Regions from separate parts of the Mus musculus genome. Here region 1 is linked to region 2. Evidence: chromatin contacts called from public Hi-C data. All regions are on one chromosome and are shown on one strand. Each heading gives the region's core, a stretch centred on a gene start, on an enhancer-like site or on the middle of the called end of the contact. The rest is flanking DNA. Distances are from core to core; before and after follow the strand shown.

Region 1 (6,217 bases), core at 3,246-5,745, 7.1 Mb before region 2:
GGTGACGCACGCTTTTAATCCCAGAACTTGGGAGGCAGAGGTAGGCGGATTTCTAAGTTCGAGGCCAGCCTGGTCTACAGAGTGAGTTCCCAAACAGCCAAGGCTACACAGAGAAACCCTGTCTCGAAAAAAAAAAACCAAAAACAACAACAACAACAACAACAACAAAAACACAAAAAACAATCAACCAACCAAACACCTCGAAAAACAAAATCAGAACCTCTTTGCAGTGGCACAAGACCAAACCTCCCAAGTTGACCCCCACACCTATTTTTTTTCTTTTTTTCCTTTTTGTTGTTTTCACCTATATGTATCAAATGACAGCAACTGTGCATGTAGACAAATGATGTAAAACACACAAACCAGAAAGAAAAGCAAACAGTTATTCCAAAAAGTCGACTATGAGTTTATGCTTTTGGCTAAAATTCCACTCATGCTCGCTTTTAGACCCAACTGAAGAAAGCAGAACATGGGAGAGGATGCAAACAGCTGTGACAACCACAGAAAAGGCCAAGCCTTCCATACCTCCCTCTGCTGAATGGCTACGATGTCGACGTTTCTCTTTTCTTTTCTCGTCTTTTCTGTGATGAGCCTTTTCTTTCCGAGACATTTGCTGGGGTGGTTTGATGGCCAGAGAATCATCCTCCTCTCCTCTGAAAGAGATGAGCAGCACCGTGAGAGCAAGAGCAGAGTGCCAGCATCTACTCAGACAAGAGCATCATTCCCAACACAAAGAACTGTGAGAAATCAGTGTGGCCTGTAGTACGAATGTGCCGCCTTTCTACAGAGAGGGGCGTGCTCATTTATCCATTTCCTTGATTGTGGTGATGGTTTCATGGCCAAGGTAAAATATGTCAAAGCACACATCATATACAATTCATTTAGTTATTTATACCTCGATAAGGCTGCTAAAGTCCAGTAATTTTATTAACTTTAACAAATAAAAAAGGTCACTTAGGGCTGGTGAGATGGCTCAGTGGGTAAGAGCACCCGACTGCTCTTCCGAAGGCCCTGAGTTCAAATCCCAGCAACCACATGGTGGCTCACAACCATCCGCAACAAGATCTGACACCCTCTTCTGGAGTGTCTGAAGACAGCTACAGTGTACTTACATATAATAAATAAATAAATCTTTAAAAAAAAAAAAGTCACTTAGCAGAACCTTCAACTAATTCTTTAACACAAGACCCTGGAAGACTTTACACTCTGAGTTTCTTAGAAGGATTTCCCTCGGAGTTGGTGAGATGGCTCAGCAGGTAAGAGCACCCGACTGCTCTTCCGAAGGTCCTGAGTTCAAATCCCAGCAACCACATGGTGGCTTACAACCATCCCTAACGAGATCTGACTCCCTCTTCTGGTGTGTCTGAAGACAGCTACAGTGTACTTACATATAATAAGTAAATAAACCTTTAAAAAAAAAAAAAGGACTTCCCTCAGTTGTCTTACAGGATGGGAGGAGAGAACAAATGACCTCACCACCGTGAAAGGACCATCAGACATCGATGCTGCTGACAGTGGCCCCTCCAAACTCAACCTTGGGTTACTCTGAAAACTGTAGACTTGCAATACAGGATAGCGATTTAAATATACTAACTAAATGGTGCTGGTTTGATTGAAGATATTACAAAGAAAGGAATACATGCTTATTTGGACTTCATAATAGCTGACTCCACACAAAAGCCATCTCACATGTGAGACAAACGTCAGGACAAAATACAAACTTTAAATAGCCAGCCATGGTGGCACACACCTTTAAATCCCAGCACTTTTGAGGCAGAGGCAAGTGGGTTTCTGAGATAAAGGATTTATATAGTGAGCTCCAGGACAGGTAGGACTATATAGAGACACTGTCTCAAATAAACAAAAAAAACCCAAACATACAAAAATTTATCTTTTTAATAAATTCATTTATGTGTATGAATGTTTTCCTGCATATATATTACATGTGCCCATGGAGGTCAAAGGGCGAATCAGATTTTCTGGAATTGGACTTACAGATGGTTGTAAGTCACCATGACCATTGGCTGCTGGAATCAAACCTGTAGACTTGCAATACAGGGTATAAAAACAACAAGTGCTCTTAAACACTAAGCCTTCAAACCTTTCCCTAGTAATACCGACAAAAGGCAGGCTAGGGGACCAGAGAAAAGGCTAAATAGTTAGGAACACTTGTTGTTCTTGAAAAAGACCCAAGGTCAGTTCCCAGGACCCATACTGGGCATCTCACAACAACCTTTTACTCCAGCTTTGGGGACCTTTTGATTCCTGTGGATAAAGTAACACCCACGTACACCCCCACCCCAACACTAACTCCACCCACCAACCAATAAAACTGCAAAAACAAAACGCATGTTTTAAGTAGTTCACAATTCTGTATTGGGATGCATTCATAGCTAACCTAGGGCCCATGTGGCCCATGAGCTACAGGCTAAATATGACAACAGCTTAAGTTCTCTCACCTGTCTTCCATAGAATCCTCTCTTCTATATGGTGAGTTCCTGATTGTGATCTCCATTCGGTGATCTCTCAGCTCCCCCTCCTCAAGGGAATCCCTTTTGGAATCGCGGTCATCAGACTAAGAAGCAAAGGAAAATGAAGCATTGAGTCATTTTCCTTATCAATCACCTTTCTTCTTTGTCTATCTTTGAAAAATAACTTGTTATGTAGCTCAAGACGGTTTTTGAGCTAGAAACCTGCCTCCGTCTTCAAAATGCTGAGGTTACATCACTGTACATCACTGTACATCACCATACGTAGCTCACTATATATATGCACAGACACACACATATATAGGAAGTATATGTGTGTATATATATATGCATATATACACATATATGCACACATACATACAAATGCACATATATATAATTATACATATACATAAAATATACATTGCACTGGCTGGCTTTGAACTCAATAGATCTGCCTGCCTCAGCCTCCTGAGTTCTTGAGTGTTAGGATTAAAGGTTGTACAGGTTAAATATCTTTAAGGATAATTGAAGTTTGCTAACCAACTCTAAATATACATTTTTTGAATAGAAACTTCAAATATTAATTTTGTTCAAAACTCATGTAATTAAAATCACTTTTTTTTTTTTTGGTAACCTGAAACCTGAGAACAGAAAATTTAAAACATTGTACATGATAAGGGTCATAAGACTATATGAACGTTAGTTTTTCTGAGCCAAAACTAAGACTTTAGTTGGATTTTTACACACGAAATACATCATACATATATTGACAATAAGAAGCACTTATATCAATGTTTCTTATCCAGTCACCTAAGGACTCTAAATATATCATCATCCAAAGCAAGGTAATTACAAAGCACTCATTTTAATTGCAAGGAAAGTTCCCACTTTATTAAAAATGCTTGGTAAATGGTATTATGAATATACTAATAATGAAATGAGAAAAATTAGTCTGGTGGCAGTAATGATTCTAGGTTCAGAATATTTTATTTTGTAACGAGATATTCTCATTTCGATACAGCTTCAGTGTGTTATTAATCTATCTTCAACGTCAACTGAGTATATGAATGTTTTTGTTAATTTTAGAATAGATTTTGGGCTCACCTGTGACATTTGGAAGTACAAAAGAACTTCACCGAAGAAGCGTTGTTCTAATGGAAAAATGAGGGCAAAGAAATTAAATCTTCTTTAAGAAAACCACTTACTTAAAAAACATAGCTTACATTTTTTAAGCGTTTTATCTCTGCTTTCTCCTCTTGTTCTTTCCTTCGTTTCTTTTCCTGGAGAATTTCATCTAACGTTTTCACTTTCCAAGAGTCCTTTTCATCACCCATTTGAGTTAAAACACTGCAAAAAGAAAAACAATTCAAGCAACCTCGGGACACAGAAAGCTACGGTCGGTCTGTCGGTCTGTCTTTTCCGAACACTTAAGTCTAATCGTTAGTGTTTCAGAGTAAGTCCCGGTAGGTCGGAAGGATTCTGCCTGAATACACTGTCGTTTCTGTCATTCCTGTAAGGTTTTGGGTAACTTAGTTTACCTCAGTGTTTTCCGTAAAACGCAACCATCATCATCCACGTAACGGTACTGTTCTAGGATGAAAGACCATCCAGGTCATTTCAGTGCCTCGCACTCAACACACTCTGCCTTAGGTGTCAAAAGGTTGTATGAGAAAGCTCCAGGACGCGGGGAGGCCTGGGTGACAGGTAAGATCAAGGTGCACTGTCAAGCGCGGGACTCCGGGGCGGGGTCCCACTTCTGAGGGTTCAGTCACGCAAACCTGAGGCAAGGGCCGGCTCCGGGGGCCGCCAGGCCTGCCGCCTCCACCGCCCTCAGCTCCGTGTGGAGCGAGACTGCTCCGCGGCAGCAGCGTGTCGCCAGCCGCGATTCTTCAGGGGCGCCGTAAACCCTGCTCCGAACCCCCGCGCCGCTACTCACCCCTGCGCCGCTACAGCCGCCGCAGCCGGTCCTGGAGTCTGGGAAGGAACAGCGCCCGGCGCGCGCCAGGATTGTCGTCACTTCCTCCGCGGAAGCGTGATGATGACGTACGACGACGACGACGAACCGCGTGTGCGCTCGACTTTTTTTGGCCGCCCCACAGTACCTTGCGCGCACCGGAAGTGTCCTTACATCGTGAGTTGGCTCCTGCCAACGACGCGAGGCTGGGCGGATAAAAGCGAAGTAGCGTCTGGTAACGTCCTGGGGTGTCTCCGAGAGATGACGTTTCGAGACGATGCGCTCGGCCGTCTGCGGAAACCGGAAACCGTGCCTCCCGCTGCACCTTCGCTCTGCCAGGCAGGGCTACCTCCAGGCACTCGGTAGCGTAGTCTGCAGGCCGAGCAGCATTTGCACTCGTGACAAGCTGCTTGTGCCACTCAACCTTCCGCAGCCAGACATTTGTTTCTACCCATCAGACTAATTGCTCTGACGTATAGACGCCTCCAAAGTGGCGTCGTGCCATCCAATGGAAAAACAAGTTGTCTTTCTGACCTACCCAGGACCCAGGAAGCTGAATTCACAGGTAGGCTAGTTAACATCCTATGATGAGGAAGTCCCCTGCACAAGAAAACATTGAAACGAATCCAGTTTCCTCAGCCAACCTCCTTAAAACAACCTCTTCTGCTTGGCCTACGATAGTGGTTGAGTCTTTATGTTATTGTTTTGCTTTGAAATAGAGTTTAGTACGTAGACCTAGCCTCTATTTCTGGCCTGTATCTCTGTATTCTTTTTGTTTTCTTTTCATTCTAAATGCTGAAGTGTCTAGACACTTCTCAAACGTGTACTTAAACCACCTGAAGGTCTTAAAGGTTTTTACGATTCCACTAAAAACCTATTAACCTATCAGGGCTTATGGAAGAGAGAGCAGAAAGGAAAATTCCAGCTGCTTGTTTTTGTCAGGTTATCCTGTGGGTATTGGGGAAAAAAACAAACAAACAAAAAGCAATGCCATGCATCAGTGGAGCACACCTTTAATGCCAGCACTAGGGAGACAGAAGCAGGCGGACCTCTTGTGAGTTTGAGGCCAGCCTGGTCTACAGAGCTAGTTCTAGGACAGCCAAGGCTACAAAAGCAGCTCTGTATCGTGAAACAAAAAATAGCAATATGATTAAATTTCTTGAGTTAGGGTCAGAAACAAACAAAATGAAAAGGAAACCACTGTTAGTTATGACTGTGAAATGGTAAGATGTGAAAGAATATAACAACTAGTGTATGAAAAAAATGAGGGATATTGGAGTGAAACACTTTGTGATCCCAGCTCTTACTTTGCCTCCAGAGTTATCAGTGACTTGGAAACTAAGTCTGATTTCAGTAGCATACATAACAGAGTTATACAAGCCAGGTGGTGGTGGCTCACATCTTCGATCTTATCACTTTGTAGACAGAGGTACCGTTTAAAGGTGGCCTGGTCCACAGGGTTACACAGAAAAACCTTGTATCAAAAAAAAGGAAACCAAACGAACAAAATAGTTACATGTTTTCATATTCATACAAGAACCATTGGCAGCTTGGATAAAAAGAATGAGGAGGCTACTGCAGGATTAATTACACAATACCAATTTATTTCAGGAATCACTGAATTATCTAACAGAATTCTTTTCTAGGAGGCATTAATATAATTATTTAAATACTGAAAGAGGTGAAATACAAAACAGTGTACATTTTATGATGTGTTTTAATTCTCTAGTATTGTTTGGTATAAAGCAAATATGACTTGGCTTTGATGCAGACAATTGTCCACCCTAAACTG
Region 2 (5,907 bases), core at 1,743-4,242:
AGCACGTGCCCATCCATGTAATGAAAATGTCCATCTATCTATCCACCCACCCACCCACCCACCCATCTCCCTATCAGAGAGGTCTTACTGTGTAGAGCAGGCTGGTCTGGAACTCAGAGGCCCACCTGCCTTTGCTTCTCCAGTGCTGAGACATAGGTATGGCCGCTAGGCCGGGCTACACTTACTCCATTTTCCGTAACACTGGGGTTTCTCCTTGCATTTTGATATCTGAGCTTTCTGTCTGAGTTTACTTATGTGGACAGGAGGCACTCACCACTCTCTCCAATATCACGTCATTGGTATCGACTAATAAATCAAACTTGTCCTCCAATTCAGTCACTTTACTTCGGTCTTTGATGTTGCTGCGACAGCCATGGTACTGCATTACCCGACTCATGCTAAGGAAGAGAGGAAAACCAAGGTTAGCATGTCTGCTTTACTCTACCAATCCACTGTCTGGGAAAACACCACAAAGGGCTCGGATCACAGGCTTCCCAGCAGTCTGGATGAAATTAATAAAATGTATATCCTCACAGCAATGTTTCAGACATAAGACCCAAAACCAGGCCTGGTGGTGTAGACTTGTGATACTGCCTTCACGGAAGGCTTGGGCCCAGTGAGTTCGAAGCCAACCTGTGCAATTTAGTGAGTTAGACCTAGTCTCAATAAAATAATAACTTTAAGGTAATTTCCCCCAACAATTAACAGATGAGAAACACGTAGCCTTGGCTGTTCTACTCACTCTATAGACCACGCTGGCCTTAACTCAGAGACCTACTCACCTCTGCCTCCCTAGTGCTGGGATTAAAGGTGTGAGTCACCACACACAGCAAAAGACGATTTAAACAAACAAACAATGTGTACATCTATGTGTGAGTTCCCCTGCCCATGTGTAAAGGTCAGAGGACAACTTGCAGAAGCTTGCTCGCTCCATCCTGAGAGTCGCAGGGGTTCAATTCATGCTGTCAGGCTTAGAATTAGGTGACTTTTGCCTACTGAATCATCTTGCTGGCCCCTAATTTATTTTTAACGATCATAGATCATGCTGGCTGTGATGGCGCACATATCTATTTTAGCACTCAAGAGGTAGGGAAAGGTTGATCTCTAAGATTTTCAAGGCCAGCTTGGTCTACATAGCAAGTTCCAGGCTAGCCCGGGCTCCATGTATGCTCTCTTAACAACCAGAGGCCATGCGATTATCCTATGTTCACTGGCCTTTAGCAGTGCTTTTTTTTTTTGTTTGTTTTGTTTTTTTGTGGTTGGTTGGTACCGGAATTCAGACCCAGAAACCCAACCATTCTCATTACTTCCCAACCGCTGAGGTATGTGACCCTCAGGAAAATCTTTTCTTTCTTCCTTTCTTCCTCTTTCTTTCTTTCTTTCTTTCTTTCTTTCTTTCTTTCTTTCTTTCTTTCTTTCTTTCTCTCTCTCTCTCTCTCTCTCTCTCTCTCTCTCTCTCTCTCTCTCTCTCTCTCTCTCTCTCTCTCTCTTCTCTCTCTCTCTCTCTCTCTCTCTAAGATTTATTTATTTATTATAGGTGAGTACACTGTAGCTGTCTTCAGACACACCAGAAGAGGGCATTGGATCTCATTACAGATGGTTGTGAGCCACCACGTGGTTGGTTGCTGGGATTTGAACTCTGGACCTTTGGAAGAACAGTTAGTGCTCTTAACCGCTCAGCCATCTCTCCAGCCCCTCTTTCTTTCAATCAACGTAATAAACTTACCACTGCAGTAACCTGTCTCCTTGTGTCTCACAGAATGCCTGGAAGGCAGGGAAACTTCTGTAAAAATCATACTCGTCACCGAACTGTGGCAGGCCCCCGGATGCCTTGGTAACTGCCACTACCGACCCAAGTGCAAACTGAAAATCCAGAGAAAAAGACACATTTTAGACACGGATTCCTGTCCATTCAACAGAAATAAATAAAAAAAAAAAACCTCACAAGAGCTGGAGAGACTCAGTGTTAAAAGAGCGCTTAGCACTTCTCTTACAGGACCTGGGTTAGGATGGGCTCAGACATACAGAGATCCGCCTGCCTCTGCCTCCCAAGTGCTGGGATTAAAGGTGTGCACCACTCCCACCCCACTCAGATGACCATTTTATATCCAGTGCTTTCGATAAGACTGTTGTGAGGTAGTTAAGGGTAAACAATCAGAAGCAGCTGTCGTTGATAAATAATGGGTCACAGACCCACCAATACCCTGCCTGCTTACATTATGATTCATAACGGTAGCAAAATTACTGTTACAAATTAGCGACGAAAATAATATATTTTTTTAAACTAACAAGAGGATCGCAATTTACTTTGAAGTTAATGTCTACATAGATTGCTTGCAGCAAGGCCATCAATGAAAATGATCTTACGGTTGGGGGACCCCGGCAGATGGGAGGTGTGAAGGCCTAATGACAGCATCATGAATTTTGTGAACAAAGACTTTAAATAAATTAAAAAAAAAAAAACTCTATGCTCCTTCTCAAGAGGTCCTTTGACACTTGGAGAGGCTTGATGTCACCCGTGACGGGGGACAGTCAACCCACGAGATTGGGGTAACGGACGTCAGGGCAGCAGCGGGGTGAGCAATGGGAGGGAGCGTCTCCCAGCTGTCGGGCCCCTCGGGAGAGGTAGTGACAAGGACGCCCCTCCGAGGCCGCGGACACGGCTCGACACGCGAAGCCACACGCGCTCACACCGGAAGCGCGGAGCCCTCCTCTCCCGCTCTCCGTGCGCGCCGTCAGGCCGCCGTGACGGGCGCCGGAAGCCCGTAGCCTCAGACCCGTTTCCGGCCAGAACAGGGGGCTCCTGGGGAGCCCCAGGGCCCGCGAACTCACCTTTACGAAGCTGTCTGCATCGGGGAAGCCAGGCAGTACCATCTCCGCGTCAGGCTTGGTCGCACTGGTCGCCGGCGCGGACTGATGCTCCCGGGGACTGGGAGGCGCCATTTTTCCGTCCTAGGGCGGCTCTTCTCGCGAGATTGTTCCGGCTGCCCGAGGCGGGCGTAACACGCATGCGCGCGGTTAAATCCTCCCCCCACCCCTCACCAAGTAGCGTAGCTTTGTGGGTCTTGCCTTAACGATGGGGAAATTTAGGCTTTTCTTTGATTTCACGCTGTATCCTAACAAACCTGTGGCCTCGCCTGAGAACTGGAGGGAGGGTACAATCAAAATCACATTTAAAGCTAGCTCTTCACCTCCGATCCGCCTGCCTCATCCACTCAAGTGCTGGGATTAAAGACGTGCAAAACCACGTTAGGATTGGGTTTTTCCAATTTGTTTAAAACATTGGGCGAGGGAGGGAAGGGAGGTTTTGAAGCAGTTAAGAACACTCGCTGTTTTTTTTTAAAGAGGACCACAGCACGCAGGCTTGAAGTTCATGACCACTTGTAACTCCAGTTCCAAGGGAGCAGATGACTTCAACTGGCTGACATGGGCACCCATACACATACATACATGTGCCATACTGATAAAGTGACACGCCTATGTGTGTGTGTGTGTATGTATGTATGTATGTATGTATGTATGTATGTATGTATGTATTCTCGTTTATTATGACAGGGTTTTCTGTGTAGTCCTGAAACTCAAGAGACCCATGGTTGCCTGTCTAGTGCTGGAATGTAATGGTGTTAGCTCCTGTGCCTGTTAGTCAGTGGCTCACCACTGAGTTTAATCCAAAGCCCAATAACAGAATTTACAAAATGATGAACAGAAAGCCAGTCATACACATATATGCTTTTAAAATTCTGATGTCATTTATTGGCACAAAATTTACTCAGATACAACGTGGTGTCTAGATGTGGCTTTACTTTATACTTTGTGTATTTAGTTGGATATTTACTTTGCTTATAACTCACAACCTGCTCTAGTGTGTCCCTCTGTGATCAGCATTTATGTTCTGAGTCCCTGCTGCAAATACAGCATATCCCTCCCTCACTGAACACAGTAGAGCCAGTGTGGCCCCGCATGGAGATCCTTGGCACACCTGCTCATGCCCGGTGGCCAGGCTTCTGAACAAATGTCCTCCTGGAAGGGCAGGTCTTGTGAGTTTCAGCATCGTGGGGTCAGGCGGAAGACAGACTCTCTTAGCCATGTTGGCCCATCCTGCAAATGTCGCCACTGCATCCAGGGACGGGTGAGGTAACAGGATAGTGGAGTGCCGACCTCTGTGTCCTTGCCGTTGGAGCCCCTGGTTGAGAGGACCAACTGGATTATTCTGTCAGCAATGTTTATGATGAGTTTTCTTGTAAGTTAAGTCAAAACCCGTATTTCTCAGTTACCCATCTTCTGTTCTCCCAAAATCCAAGGCTTGGCTTCTGAAGGATTACTGTGTTTCACTGTCCTGGGAACTGAATCAAGCCTTGTGTTTCTGACAGTGTCTTTTCAACAGCAGCTAGGAGGTTGGCGGAAGCCAACTTTGAATATACAGTAGTTCTTTTCATATACATTTCAAAATATTTAACAAGTCCAACTGTCTGTCCATGGTTTTAGTCCACTGGAAGCACAGACAAGGTACTAAAGCCTGGGAGGAGACGACGTGGTTTTCCAGGCCTCAGTTACCAGAAGGGACACCTAGGAAGGTGACAGAAAGGGGACGGTCAGTCAGAGCCCCGTGGGACTCAGTCAGTATCACTAGTCAAGGGCTAACGGGCCTGAGCTCCCAGAGATCTCTCTGCCCAGACTCGATTACAGGATTACCAATCTTCTTCTTCCCTTTTTCTCTCTAGTCATTGCTCTGACTCTTCCTGTGCCCTTCTACATCTCAGGAGTGACAACAAAAATCTAAAGCCACCACAGAAAGTCACACACCTGCCCATTCTAAACTGTAGCTCTGAAGCAGCTGTGACTTCCAGATACAGATCACAGCTCTCAGTTTCCCGTTAGACAAGGAGCATTCTCAGATATTTTTGAGACATGGTTTCACCACTATAGCCTTGGCTGTACTGAAACTTCGAGTTTTGCCTGCCTCTGCGTGCCCAGTGCTGGGGAGTAAGGGCATGCCCACCATGCCTGGCTGAGGAGGCTCCTCTGCAGGCTCACTCACCAGCCAATGTAGCACTGGCAGAGGTTCTCGTGAGATGTTGCCTGCTTGATAAGCAGCTCCACTTGGGTTGGAACATCCAAAGTGTCATCATGAGAGAAATCCCGACCTAGGAAGCAGAAAGACTGTCATCTGCACTTGGCAACAACACAGCCCATGTTCTTGTTTGGCTCAGCTAGAGCAGGAAGGACAGACCACATCTGCAGTGAGAAATTCACCTCTGTGTCATCTGCAGGCACACTGATCTCTTAATATAGACCCAGTTCTAAGATGTGCCTAATAGCGCTGTTCCGAAATCAGATTTGAGGCGTGAACAAGGTCATTTAGCTTGAACCCCACAAATTTTCATCAGTGTTTCTACTGGACAGTTAAGATCTTGTCCCCACACAGGCTCAGCAGCCTAACTAGCCAATAGAGCTTCTTTGATAATATGCTTTTTTTTTTTTTAAAGCCAAATTCATTTACTGTTGGTAATCAATAGCCCAGACTCCCAAATATCTAAACTTCGTCGACTAAAGATAATGCACGGTATGATTATGCATTTCTATTTGATTTTTTTTTTAATTATTTTATTTATTTAGTCCCCCCTCCCAGAGTCCTCTGCATGTCATTCTTGCTCAGGGGCCATGCTAATCCTCTCTGTATCATTCCAACATTAGTATATTTGCTACCGAAGCGAGAACGGTTTTGTTTTATGTTTTAGAGATTTTTAAATTTTATGTGCCTCAGTGTTTTGCCCATATGTGTACCATGTTTGTGCTCTTGGAGGTCAGAACATGGAGTCAGGTGCCCTGGAATTGGAGTTACTGATAGGCATGAACCATATATGGATGCTGGGAACCAAACCTGGACCACAAGGATAACACCTGCTT

The links. A called contact is a pair of places that touch in the nucleus more often than the background predicts.
Region 1: a Hi-C map of B cells shows a contact between it and region 2, with 6 read pairs. The contact joins the promoter of Cdk11b here to the promoter of Exosc10 in region 2. A contact is called at or near these places in 2 of 484 Hi-C or Micro-C datasets (B cells and cortical neurons).

What each region holds. Positions count from the first base shown.
Region 1 is chr4:155,623,132-155,629,348 of GRCm38.p6, reverse strand. It overlaps Cdk11b (cyclin-dependent kinase 11B), which reads right to left and starts at 4,495. Exons shown (of 20, transcript NM_007661.4): 1 at 4,408-4,495; 2 at 3,695-3,818; 3 at 2,460-2,575; 4 at 526-653. The coding sequence starts at 3,805. It overlaps Gm16023 (predicted gene 16023), which reads left to right and starts at 4,594. Exons shown (of 3, transcript NR_040441.1): 1 at 4,594-4,990. Slc35e2 (solute carrier family 35, member E2) reads right to left here. Exons shown (of 9, transcript NM_177186.4): 9 at 6,009-6,217.
Region 2 is chr4:148,555,504-148,561,410 of GRCm38.p6, reverse strand. It overlaps Exosc10 (exosome component 10), which reads right to left and starts at 2,992. Exons shown (of 25, transcript NM_016699.3): 1 at 2,833-2,992; 2 at 1,727-1,863; 3 at 275-398. The coding sequence starts at 2,943. Mtor (mechanistic target of rapamycin kinase) reads right to left here. Exons shown (of 58, transcript NM_020009.2): 57 at 5,039-5,144; 58 at 3,726-4,566. The coding sequence ends at 4,551. It also overlaps the pseudogene Gm23318.